Regions from separate parts of the Capsicum annuum genome. Here region 2 is linked to region 1. A link is a contact called in public Hi-C data. All regions are on one chromosome and are shown on one strand. Each heading gives the region's core, a stretch centred on a gene start, on an enhancer-like site or on the middle of the called end of the contact. The rest is flanking DNA. Distances are from core to core; before and after follow the strand shown.

The links. A called contact is a pair of places that touch in the nucleus more often than the background predicts.
Region 2: a Hi-C map of leaf shows a contact between it and region 1, with 3 times the contacts expected there. The contact joins the enhancer-like site here to the promoter of LOC107863980 in region 1. A contact is called at or near these places in 3 of 5 Hi-C or Micro-C datasets (bud, leaf and placenta).

The regions. Positions count from the first base shown.
Region 1 is chr3:33,642,373-33,649,154 of UCD10Xv1.1, reverse strand. LOC107863980 (protein TRANSPORT INHIBITOR RESPONSE 1) reads left to right here and starts at 1,828. Exons shown (of 3, transcript XM_016710213.2): 1 at 1,828-2,455; 2 at 4,076-4,568; 3 at 5,267-6,623. The coding sequence starts at 2,001. The coding sequence ends at 6,064.
Region 2 is chr3:33,713,794-33,720,350 of UCD10Xv1.1, reverse strand. No RefSeq gene overlaps it. Among protein-coding and RNA genes, the nearest start is that of LOC107863979, 13 kb to the left of the region's middle. Within about 2 kb of position 4,575, at least 5 of the 5 cell types and tissues checked have an H3K27ac peak or open chromatin away from gene starts, as enhancers often do. A contact at or near this core is called in bud and leaf, where this site is marked.

The DNA of each region.
Region 1 (6,782 bases), core at 579-3,078:
TAGAAAATATTTTTTGAAAAATATTTCCTTCGTACCAAACACACCCTAAAACTACATGCTACATTTTATTTTTTTTATATCCTACTATGTGAAGTACATCAAATATGTGTTATTATCATCTTAATGTTTTTTAGCAACTTTAAAATTTTTACATATTTTTTATTTAAGATCATAAAATTTAATGTTTTTTTTCAATTGAATTTGACACTCCACTTTCAGTTTTTATTACTTTAAATCAAGACTTTTAACTAGCCATTATTCTGTATATTTGTGTTCTAATGGATTCTCAAACTTGGAGATGGACAACCACCAAGAGCTCACATGTCAAACAATAATAATAACAGTATAATGATTTTGTATTATTGTTCAATTTTCATATCTACTTTTCATTATATGAAACATATATTATTTAAATAAAATTATTCCATAATTAAAATCTCATAAATCAGCTTGTAATATATTTAGTTAATTCCTAATTACTGCTATTAATAGGCAATTGCTCATGTGATTTTGGACCTCAATTTGAAATCACCGTCTGTGTTATGAGATTTGCATAAATTTAATTTCAATTCTAAGTCATGATTTCAAATTTAAAATTTTTCAAAATGTAGGATTTCAAATTTAAAATTTTAATTTTAATTATTCCTCTTTAAATGTAAAATTTAACCCATTATTTACAGTTTATAGAAAGGAATAAATAAAACAAAAATTAACAATTTTAAAAAACTTGTGTTTAACATGAAAAAATTACATGTACCATGTTAAAGTTATATCAAGAATAGTTAGTTACTATTATTGTTAATTTATTGGATTATGTAATTATTTGTAGCAAAATGTTTATTTGAAACATGATAATAACATATGATCACAAACATTTATTTATAATAACACATGAAAATATTTGATTTATTAATTTGGTGTCTTATGAAATTCCGTTATCTTGTTTATCAATGATGCTTTGCTCATTTGGTAAATTTCTATAAGAGTTAATTTTTTTTTTAATAGTTTTGTGTTTATGAGGAAAAAATATAACTTAAAAAATTTAAACTGCATATTCAAATAAATTTTCAACTTCAAATCAACCTAAATTGAATCATATCCAAATGAGCCCTTAATTTCTCGCAAGCTACATAAAATAATTCACTTTTTCATAAGCGTGATCTTTTGCATACATCTCCTTTGTGATATAAATACTTGATTATTGATTGATCGATCAAAAATCTGAATTACAAAAATATCAATAAAAACATGGATGCTCTCATGAAATATGCCTCCTCTTAATTATAGGTCTCATTTTTGAATCCCCTGAAAACAGAGTCACTTCTATTAAGAAAAGCTTTGCTTTCAACATGAAAATTTTTATTTTAAATATAATTGAACTCTAATATAAATATCAGACACAAATAAATAAAAACCTAAAAAAGATAAAATAAAGTTTATCAGAGTGAAGAGAAGGAAATAAAGGATATTTTTTTCGCTTTGATTTGTTTTGCATTAAATCTTAAGAAGATAGTTTAGTGTGATGAATAAGGTATAATAATCTTTAAATACAATACATGATTATTTTATTATATGTTTGATTGAAGATATTAATTAAGACCCATAACTATTTATTTCATTATTTATATTTTTAGTAATGTGATAAAACAATTTATTTCATAATAACTAATTACGGGATAACTCATTTCCAACCAAACTACCTAAATCCTCGGTAACATTTTGACCACACACATAACTACTCAACTCACTTAAACCCTGGTTACATTTTGACCACACCGGTAACACCCCACCCCCACGCCCCTACCCCAATTCCAACATCATCACATAATAAAACCTTATCTTCTGTGCAGTACACATACTCTCTCCCCTCTCTCTCTCTACAAACACCCACACCAAATCAAATCTAACCCCCTTAATGTCGATTCAGATCTAAAAGAGAGAATACTCTAAACTCTCAAGTGAGATTCCAATTTTGCCCCTCCATCCATCTCCGTACAACAATGGCGTACTCATTCCCTGAAGAAGTACTCGAACACGTCTTCTCCTTCCTCAGTTCCGACAAAGACCGTAACGCTGTATCACTCGTATGCAAATCATGGTACGAGATCGAACGTTGGTGTCGGAGGAAAATTTTCATTGGAAACTGCTACGCTGTTAATCCTAGGATTATGATCCGACGGTTCCCGGAAGTCAGATCTATTGAACTTAAAGGAAAACCTCATTTTGCTGACTTTAATTTGGTTCCTGAAGGATGGGGAGCGTATGTATATCCATGGATTTTGGCTATGTCTAAGTCGTATCCATTGTTAGAGGAAATTAAGCTTAAACGTATGGTTATTACTGATGAGTCATTGGAGTTGATTGCTAAGTCTTTTAAGAATTTTAAGGTTTTGGTTTTGTCTTCTTGTGATGGTTTTACTACTGATGGACTTGCTGCTATTGCCGCTAATTGCAGGTGACCTTTTTTAAAATCTTAGTTGACATTTTGATCTAGTTTAGATGTCATTTTTGGGTTCGAAAAGTAAAAATGTGGTGTTTGTGATTTGAGTTTTTTTGGCGGATTAGGAATTTTGACTAAGGGGGTTCAGTAAAATGAAAATGTAGTCTTTGGGATTTGACTAAGAGGGTTCGAAAAATAAAAATGTTCGAAAAATAAAAATGTGGCCTTTGAGATTTGAGCTCGGAATGTCAAGGTAAAATTTGAATTTTCTAACCTACTGCGTCAATCTCTAGTTTTGTTGGGGGGGGGGGGGTTTGGGTGAACACGCCCTGGCTCCCCTAGATCTGCCCCTGTTCATGGAAGTCTTAATCTGCAGTGGAGGAGTTGACACGTGGAAGTCCCCCCCCCTTTGTCTGAAAAGAATAGCATGGTTAAAAGTACCGAAGTATTTAGATCTAATTCTTTGAATTAATTAGGATAATGAATAAAGTTTACATTTTTATAAACTACAGAAGTATTACTGTACTAGTTAGTAAATGGTTCTTGTAGTTCAAGTAATTAGAAATTGTTTGGCAAATCTTTTAGTCAAAGGAAGTACTAATTCATGTCTCAGGTGGTAATAGGTCTAAACCAATTGGGGTCTTAGGGGTTAGTCTATTGTGATGTATTGTTGTTAAGTCTTGACCTTTTGGATGAATGCACTAAATTTGGGGATTTGTTATCCCCCTCATCAAACAAAGAAAATGAGGAAGCACTTACCTTGCAGTTGTTTATTCTTTTCTTAGGATATGTAATCTATTGTCTTGGCTAGCTAGTGGAAGTGAAGCATCTTTTATGCAGATGGATAATGCTAGAACAAGTCACTGTAGTATTATTGGACATTACTTGCTGCTACATTTCGTCATCTGACTTCAATACTCCGAAGTTTAGAACTTTGTGTTTATTTCTTTCAGCTTTTTTTGGGCGTATTTCTGGTCCTTAATTTTTGGCAGATTTTTATTGAACGAACAAATTGCCTGTTTCCTGTACTTCCTTTACTGAAATTTTGCATTTGCATTCCATCTTCATAGATATTTTAAGCCTTATAATTGGAGATGCTAACTTGTGGGTTTTCTTAAATTCTTATAGGGACTGTCTTTTACCATTAATTTCTTGTGGCATTCACTGGATAGTTAGCAAGTTATTGGATTCTTTCTGATTCCTAATTATTTTGGCTTTCCCTGTTGTCATTTAACTGCATTTTGAATGGTAAGAAAACATTCCCCTCTAGCGTAGATGTTAAGTTTTTGGAGATTTGAATGTTATCTGAATTCTCGTGAGATTTCCACATGTTTGTTCCGTGGTCCTTTTGTGGGATTCAATTGTTTTATCAGTATGGAGTTCTGTAATGGAGTATATTTGTGGTTCAACCTTGAAATGGTTAAGTGTGTTAGGGATAGGAAATGGAGATTTATTTAAATTCCACTTTGAAAGATGTGTCACTTTGAGGCAAACATGATTCTCAAATCCTTCTTATTTATCTTGTTCATATCATCTGTCATTTATTGTCATTCATTCTTGTCTGTTGATTTGCTTCACTTATCACAGAATGATTGTGTAGATTAGTATTGTCATGTGACACCCGTTTTGCTACAGGAATCTGAGAGAACTAGACTTGGGAGAGAGTGAAGTGGAGGACCTTAGTGGACATTGGCTAAGCCATTTTCCCGATAGCTGCACGTCACTTGTTTCTCTTAACATTGCCTGTTTGGTTTCGGAGGTCAGTTTCTTAGCTTTGGAGCGCCTGGTTGCTCGTTCTCCTAATTTGAGGACTCTACGGATAAATCGTGCCGTTCCCCTTGAGAAGCTTCCATACCTGCTTCGTCGCACTTCCCAGTTGGTCGAATTTGGTACAGGTGCTTACTCTGCTGATGTGCGGTCTGATTACTTCTCTAACCTGACAGAAGCTTTTTCGGGCTGCAAGCAACTTAAATGTCTGTCTGGGTTTTGGGATGTTGTACCGGCTTACCTTCCAGCTATATATCCAGTGTGTTCGAGACTCACCTCCTTGAATTTGAGTTATGCTACCTGTCAAAACCCTGAGCTTGGCAAGCTCATAAGTCAGTGTCACAACTTGCAGCGTTTGTGGGTATGTTCTAACTTGTATTCTAAATGTTTTGAAGACTTAATTGTTGATGTTCTTGATACAGCAACTGCAAACATGTTTTTTTTCCCTTGAAAATGAAGAGGAAGAGGCAATGAGATTATAACATCATACTCACTGTGATGAAATTTGGCAGATATTCTCTTAGAAGAATAAGGAAAAGAACTTTTTCATAGTTGTGCCAATTCCTAACTGCTACAGATCAACCAATCAACCCCGACTTAACCAATTTTAGTTGGTCTCAGCTTTAGCCTTTGTATGTCCTCGTAACCCATTTTGCTGTATTCAGGTCAATATTGTTCTGATGCTAAATAATTTGTCTTTACATAATAATTGCCATGTATAACAAAAAGTAATTCATTTTATAGATAAACTTAGCATGTGCTGGTTAGGTAGATTCCTGGCTACAAATTTTTGATATTGTGTTGCTAAGTCGCTTGCTTTCCTTGGAAGTTGAAACCAACTCTTATATGCTTGATTGTGATCTGGACGAAAGGGTTTCAGTTTTTTAATACTTGTGCCTACCTGATGCACATATAAATCCATCTATTGAGTTGGTTCTATACTGAAAAACAGTTTATCTATTCTTCCCCAGTGGCTTAGCCAAACTGGTTGTGTATTATAAACTCCAGTATTATGTTTAAAGTGCTGAATTACTTTACTCGAAATATATGTGACTGCAGGTGCTAGACTACATTGAAGATTTTGGTCTTGAGGAGCTTGCTGCCAATTGTAAGGACCTTCAAGAGCTGAGGGTTTTCCCTTCTGACCCGTTTGCTGCAGAACCAAATGTGACCTTGACGGAGCAAGGCCTTGTAGCTGTCTCAGATGGCTGCCCAAAGCTCCAGTCTGTTTTGTACTTCTGCCGCCAAATGACTAATGCAGCTTTATTTACCATCGCCAGGAATCGTCCCAACATGATTCGTTTCCGCTTGTGTATCATTGAGCCGCGAACTCCTGATTACTTAACCCTTGGGCCACTTGATGCTGGTTTTGGGGCCATTGTGGAGAACTGTAAGGAATTGCGGCGGCTTTCACTTTCTGGCCTCCTTACGGACCGTGTCTTCGAGTACATTGGCACCAATGCTAAAAAGTTAGAGATGCTGTCCATTGCTTTTGCTGGTGATAGTGATCTGGGACTCCACCATGTGCTTTCTGGTTGTGAAAGCCTCCGGAAGTTGGAGATCAGAGATTGTCCGTTTGGAGACAAGGCTCTCTTGTCTAATGCTGCGAAGCTTGAGACAATGCGATCCCTTTGGATGTCTTCGTGTTCAATAAGTTTTGAAGCATGTAAGATGCTAGCTCAGAAGATGCCTAGGCTTAATGTGGAAGTAATAGATGAAAGGGGTCCTCCAGATACAAGGCCAGAAAGCTGCCCTGTGGAGAAGCTTTACATATATCGATCAGTGGCTGGACGGAGGTTTGACACACCTGGGTATGTTTGGACAATGGGTGAAGAAGCAGCTGTGAGGTTGTCCTGAGCCTTATAGCAAATTGGAAATTCCAGTGTGGTTTCACAAGGAAGATGGCAGGTATTAGCACTATGTTTCTCCTCCTGCATTTGTTTGTCACGCCTTATGTAGTTGCAGTGCCAGTTGAGAGAGGTGAACATCACAGTTGAGGAGTTTCGAGAGCTCGTGTGCCATCAATTTTATTCTTGGCTGAGCTACTTGACAGCAGGTAGTTTTTAATAAAGAGTTTGAACTCAGAGTTGCTATGTATCATCTAAATGAACCATTATTTCGTTTTCTTTGGGTGGGATTTTGGTGGGGGTGGGGGCATATTTTTGCTTGTATGTGCTATTTGCAAACTTTGATTCATTATGTAGTTCCCTTCCTCCTCCTATTGACTTGTTCTCTGTGGAAGGGAGTGCCATTAAAAATGTTATTTCTCTGGTCTACTAAGCTGTAGGCTTAGCATTATGGAGGTTCTTCACTTGATATCTGTTCTGTTAACATGCTTGCCCTGCGATTTGGAGGCAATGTAAAATCCTTTTCCATTTTAGTGGTTATAATCAATGGCAAGTAAACTTTAATGATATGCCTCCGCCCTAGTTTTCTTTATAAACAATCTCGCTTCTGTGTGTATGACTTATAGAGTGGTTTGTTTTAATGATAATGGTGGTATCTGTGCCTTCCACCGGTTACTGATTATCCCCATCAGCACAACTCTCGGGTTTGAACAGATCAGAAGAAATCA
Region 2 (6,557 bases), core at 3,326-5,825, 68 kb before region 1:
TCATAATTATCGCGGGCAAAGATACTAGCTTTATTGGTATACTATTAATACGGAGCATAAAACAAAAAAATACGCCGATCAAACATACTATGTGTAATTATTTATCTTTCATAATTCATATGGCTGCCGACAGCAACGCAAAGTGCAAGATTAATACAAAAGGGTCTACTGCTGAATAAAACAATTAATAGCAAATCGAAGTGGGTCTCTGGAGCACTGTTCTAAACCTGAGAGACCAAACTGTAAACTGAGAAATCCACCAAATACAACTCTGTGGCTCAACAATTTGCACGACCAATGGTGTCATTATTGTGTCACAATATTATAGTATATTGTGGTCTAACTTTTCTCCAAACTCTGTATATCGTAAATGCTTTAATACACCAAGTTACCTTTTTAATATTACAAGATATACAACTGTCAACATAAAAAAATTATAAGAAGATCGTTTGAACAATATAAGGACAAGAAGAAAGACTTCCTCATGGTGTTCATTGACCTTGGAAAGACCTGCCACAAACTTCTTAGGGAGATCCCCTCGAGGTGTTTAGAGTCTAGAGATGCATGTTATTTACATTAGGGCAATAGAGGCATGTACCGTGGAGCCAAGACCTGAATTCAAACACCGAAAAATGACTCAGAACACTTTTTAGTCACTATGGGTGTTCTTAATCGTGATGAATTGTACTAGGGGTCAGTCTTTTAGACTATTTTTATTTGCCTCAGTGATAGATGAATTGACACAACATATTTAAAGGGGTGGAGTCAATTCCTCATATTGTCACTCAACTTATGAAAATATCTCATTAAAGTTATTTTTTTATTTTTTTATTTCAATAATGTCATTCAATTTTATACATTTTCCTTACAAACTAATAATTGCTAAAATACTCCTTATTCTTTGAAAGAAAAATAATCAAAATAGTCCCTTAAGTTTATTTTTGAAATAGAATGATCTATATTCATTAACAATATGAAATACTAATAGCTTTTTAACCATAGAAAATAGTGCATACAATTTTAATTCAACTTCTAGTTGTAATAGTAAAATAATATAATCCACTAAAAAATGCGATTGATATTCTTAAAAAAGCTTATATGCACTCTATTTATTTGAAAATTTAGGAGTTTAGCGATAAAATAATATTTTATATTTATTCATTTATGATTAATCTTTATTTTTTAATAAAATAGCTTAAATTTAGTTGTTAGTTTCTTCTACTTCAAAAACTATTGTCAGAAAATTCATAATTCATATAGAAGACGATGAATTCCTTCAACATTCTCCTCTCCCCCGCCCCAAACCCAATATATATATATATATATATAAAAATTATATTACCTCTTTAACCTGACTTTAAAAACTAGATACATCTCTCAATTTTATCTTTTTTATTTTTTTAATATTATAATATATCTTTTTAAATTATATTACTCCCTTCATTTCATTTTAGTTGGTCATCTTATTAAAAATAAATGTCCCATATTAGTTGATCACTTACTTAATCAAAATAGAATTAATTAAATTTTTTCTCATGATATCCCTATAATTCATAGTATACATTATGTATTAACAATTTCAATTTCAATGTTCATTCTTATGCCTAATAAATATAATTAATATTGCTAAAGGGTGAGTAGTAAAATTTGTCATTCAATTTATGATTTCTTAATCACCGTATAAAATGAAATGTGTCCAACCAAAATGAGACAGGGAGAGTATGTAATGAAGTAAAGAACTGAAATGTATTTGGAGGTATATTAACATTTCATATAAAAGAATAAAAACTATTTAAACTCATGATTTAAATTAAGAGGCTATTTTGGCCATTTTTCTACCAAAGAACAAGGATTATTTTAACAATTGTTAGTTTATAAGGAAAATGTATAAAGTTGAATGACATTATTGGAACAAAAAAAAGATTAGTGACTTTAGTGGGACACTTCTTAAGTTGGGTGACAATCCGAGGAATTGATTCTAAAGGGGTATCATAGTGTATGTTAATTGCAAATGTCATAATATTGATTGACAAGAAGGTTGTGGAGTTAAAGATAGGTTGGAACATTGGAGACAAGCCCTTGAGTCTTTAGGTTCCAAGGTTAGCTTAACTAAAATTAGAGTATCTAAAATGCAAGTTTAGTGACGAAAAACATGAGACAAAAGTGGAAGCGTAGATCGATGTACAAGTCATACCCAAAAAAAAAGGTTTAAGGTATCTTAGGTCAATAAGTCAAGGAGAAAGGGAGATTGATAACGATATTGCACATCATATTAGAGAGGTGAAATGGAGGCTTGCCTCCAGAGTATGTGTGCAAGGAATGTCCGCCAAAGTTTAAAGGTAAATTGTATAAAATGATGGATAGATCAACATTGTTTTTGGGACAAAGTGTTGATTGATCAAGAACGCTCATTCAAAAAACATAAGGGTTGTTTGGTTGGAAACAAGTTATCTCGAGATTACTAATTCTAAAATTAGCTCAAAGAGGGATAAGAAAACACTACAATCCCGACATGAGTTATTCCATGCATTTTGTCTCAATCAAACATGATATAAGCTCATCTTCTAAATTAATCCTGAAATTAGTTATCCTTATCCCACCTAAGTAGCTGAGATGAGAATGCTCAGAAGGATGTGTGTGCATACTAGGAAATATGACTAGGAATGATGTTATATAGGATAATTTTGGAGCGGCCTTTCTAACATACAAGACGAGAAACAAGATTGGAATGGTTCAGGCACGTGAAAAGATGCACGGATGCACTAATAAGTAGGTTAGTTCCTAACAAAGTACTTTAAATTTAGTCACATCCTGAATATTTCACTTTATCCAATCCAATTTATAGTATTATCTTACTTCACCTCTCAAGTGAAATTAATTAGTTCCAGCCTTATCATCCCTAAACTATAGTCTAGAGATAACTTTGTCCGCAAAGCAAACCACCACTGAAAGTGTACAAGTTATTGCATTGTTGTTAATTTGCCCAACAACAAATATGCAGCCTAATGAGCAATAGTAAAACACTTCCAAAATTAGTGAACTCTGGTATGAATCAACTGCAAATAGGGGATATACATGTGGCAATTTGGTTTGGTCTGGTTAGTTCTCAGTTTTTTCAATTATAATTCAGAAAACAAAATTCATAAAGTCAAATCATAAATGACTTTTGAGAAATGTACTCCCAAGTCCCAACTTCCACCAGTCTTTACCTTCTCAAGATAAAACACTCTTATATTCATTGATATAACTAGTACACAAGCAAACAATTAAAATACCAGTCAAAACCGGAGCATTATTTTTTACATCTACAAGCCATATGAAATACGAACCTGCATCCATACATTAAACTCAAGCAATGCAGTGTTAAAAGCAATTAAATTCCCTAATCCTACATTAGAAAGTAGACAGATAGAACTTAACAATCACAAGATTTCCCAGCTGCAGCCATGGATATAAAAGCTATCTTTTTGAGGAAAAAGAAAAAGCCGGAATCAAAGGACAAAACACTTTCAAGCAAAAGAGAAGTTTGTTCTGAAATTTACATGAACAGGCCGGTGTAGATGCACACACTAGAAAACAAAGATGGTCCCTGGAATTGATTGGAACCTACACAAAAGGGAGACTAGTTTCCTTATCCTATCTATCGTCTTGCATTTCTTTTTATCAATTAGGAACATTTCTACAATTAAAGTTACATATCCCAGGCCAACCTTACTTTTCTAAGATCATGGTAACTAAACATTGGTATAACTATAGAGCCATCACATCCAATGTCTAAACAAAATTATTAAGGCAAACATATATCACAAGAGACCATAAACTTTAAGGATGCAAACTCTTAACTATAAGCTAATATTTGGTCAAAGATTTTGCATCAGATATTGAAAATTAGTGTTCAAACATCTGTTTGACATGGAAATTTGATCAAAATCTAATATTCAAATATTTTTCAAGTTCCAAACAATTGGCCTGAACCAATTTTTGGTACTTCCGCAAAAAAAAACTACAAAAAAAAAAAAAAAAAAACTAACACAGCCAAAGGTGAAATAAGCTCAAAATACTGAGGAGAAATAGTCCAAATCAAACAATATCAAAGAGCAAAGTAACTGCTAAGCACAAAAATAACACAAATAACAAAGCATCACAAATTCAGTGTATATTTTTAAAACAAAACATGTATATATATATATATATATATATATATATATATATATATATATATATAAATTAAGAGGAAGAAGGCCTCAGATTAGCATATAGGCACATTATTCATAGCAACAACAACCCCATGGTTAACAACCACAGGTGCGCAATAAAAAGATGTTGTTGCCGCTCGTGCTTATTTGTTTGTCATCACTGGCCAACTTCCTCCAAGTAATAATAATAATAATAATCACAAATTAAATTAGCAAATGACAAAAATATTTTACAGAAATAAAGCTCCATTAGCAAAACTCATTACTTTGATTATGGTTTTTGACTGTTAAACAATTCACGATTTTAGAGACTAAAGAGCTTCAATGTCAAATTAGGGTTAGGGATTTTAGGTAAGACAACCAACATATAGGAAGGTTATTGGGCCTAAATGGTTTTGAACTGTATTGCTTGTTTGGGCCCTTTTATTAAGTCACTTTACCTACTAGCTACTATTGAGAAAATTTCATAAACGAATAAAGTCCTTTTGAAATATAATTACGGTTTGTAATTATAGTTTGCTTAATCTGTTATTTTGGAGTTGTGCTTGTTTGCTTTATATCTATTGGATACACTGTATTTGTTCACTGAACATTAACACACATAATTTCGTTGAATACAATGTATTTGTTCGCTCAACTTAGTCGTACGGTACTAGCACATATAGCACACTTCAACATATCACAAAGCATCACACATACAACTAACATACCTATTGAAATTCAAGAGGAGGGTGAATTGAAAACTTTTTTTGAGTTGATTGATCAGACTTGTAGTCAATTCACTCACATGTTAATATACTGAATAAAACAGAATGATATAAAAAGCGCAGGTAAATAAGTAAACAAAAGACACAAGATTTATCCTGGTTCGAATCACCGGTGTGGTGCCTACTCCAGTCTCCTTGGATTACAAGAGCTTCCTTTAGAGCTTTCAAATAGAGAATTTGATTACATATGGGATGGACAATTTCTGAATCTTATTTTGTTATTAAGATCTTGTGACACAGCCTCAACTAGTATCACTAAATCGACTCAATCTTTCTCTTTTTGTAAGAATTGTAAATTGAAATTACAAAGCTTTATGAAGACTAAAGATTGAGAAACACTAAGAGTTTCCTGTGAAGTTCTGTATCGTCTTCCTTCTTCAATCTTCCTCTTTATAGCCTCCAACTAATCTAGCTTTTTTTCTCTATAAGGAAAACCCAAAGGAATTTCCTCTCAATCAAAGATTTGAATTGATTCCTTGATTAAGGATTCACATCATATGGTACGTCCATATCAGATATGTCCGTACATACAATATGACCCTCCTTTCTCGAATATAGACTTACAACCATACATGTCCATATCAGATATGTCTACATAGAGGGTGTGATCTTCCTTCCTTCCGTGATTCCGTGAGAGATCTGCTTTCCATGCTACTCTGTGATTGTTGATTGTCTTCCTTATAATTTGGGATGTACTGAGATCTTTTCCACATCCAGCTCCAACTTCCTTGTAGTTAGGAATCTTTCGAGATGCTTCTCCAAGTTTAGCTCCATAGGCGATCCTTTGCCTTGATTGTGTCTTCATGTATCCTACATGATTTTTGTTATTAGTTTGACGTTAATCATTATCAAAACATATTATATCAATATGGAAAGATAACACATATAACATAAACTTTGTATAACTACAACATATTCTAGTGTATATAATCGTATTTAAGTGTATCACGTTTGTATTATATGAGATATGCATGTGTTATCACAAAAAACCACCCCAACTTAGATGAATCGATCACCAAATATACTTGAATATCACTGCATATTATGTATAAACAATGTCAACATGCAATCAAAGAAGAAAACGACCTACAAAAGATACATTTACTAGGGAGTTATATTTCACAATGCCATTAGAGATATATAAAAGGGAAACAACTTCACAAGTATCAAACAAAATACATTTCATGTAGTTGGTGGGTACTATAAATAAAAATAACAGAAGTATTTTATCAAAGAGCATTCTTGATTTAGTGGTCGTGGTAAATACATGGGTTCGATTTCAAGTTGTTACATTTGTTTTAAATATTTTTGAAAATCAACGAACTCCGTTAATTTTCTAGTTGACTTGGGTACCTGAAAGAATTACCAGGTATACTTCAAACCAAACATTTTAAAACGATAGGAAAAAAGGTGAGCATATGAATGGTTATTTACTTTCTTTATGTGGGTTTTGGATAGAATCGGAGCTTTTTGATTGAATTAATTATTATTTATTTAATTTATTTTCAGGAAAAAAAAAAAAAAACAAGAACTGTCCACAAGATTTAGGTTGTGTGATTTTTGTATTAACTAGTTTAGCATAAGTGCTTTGCAC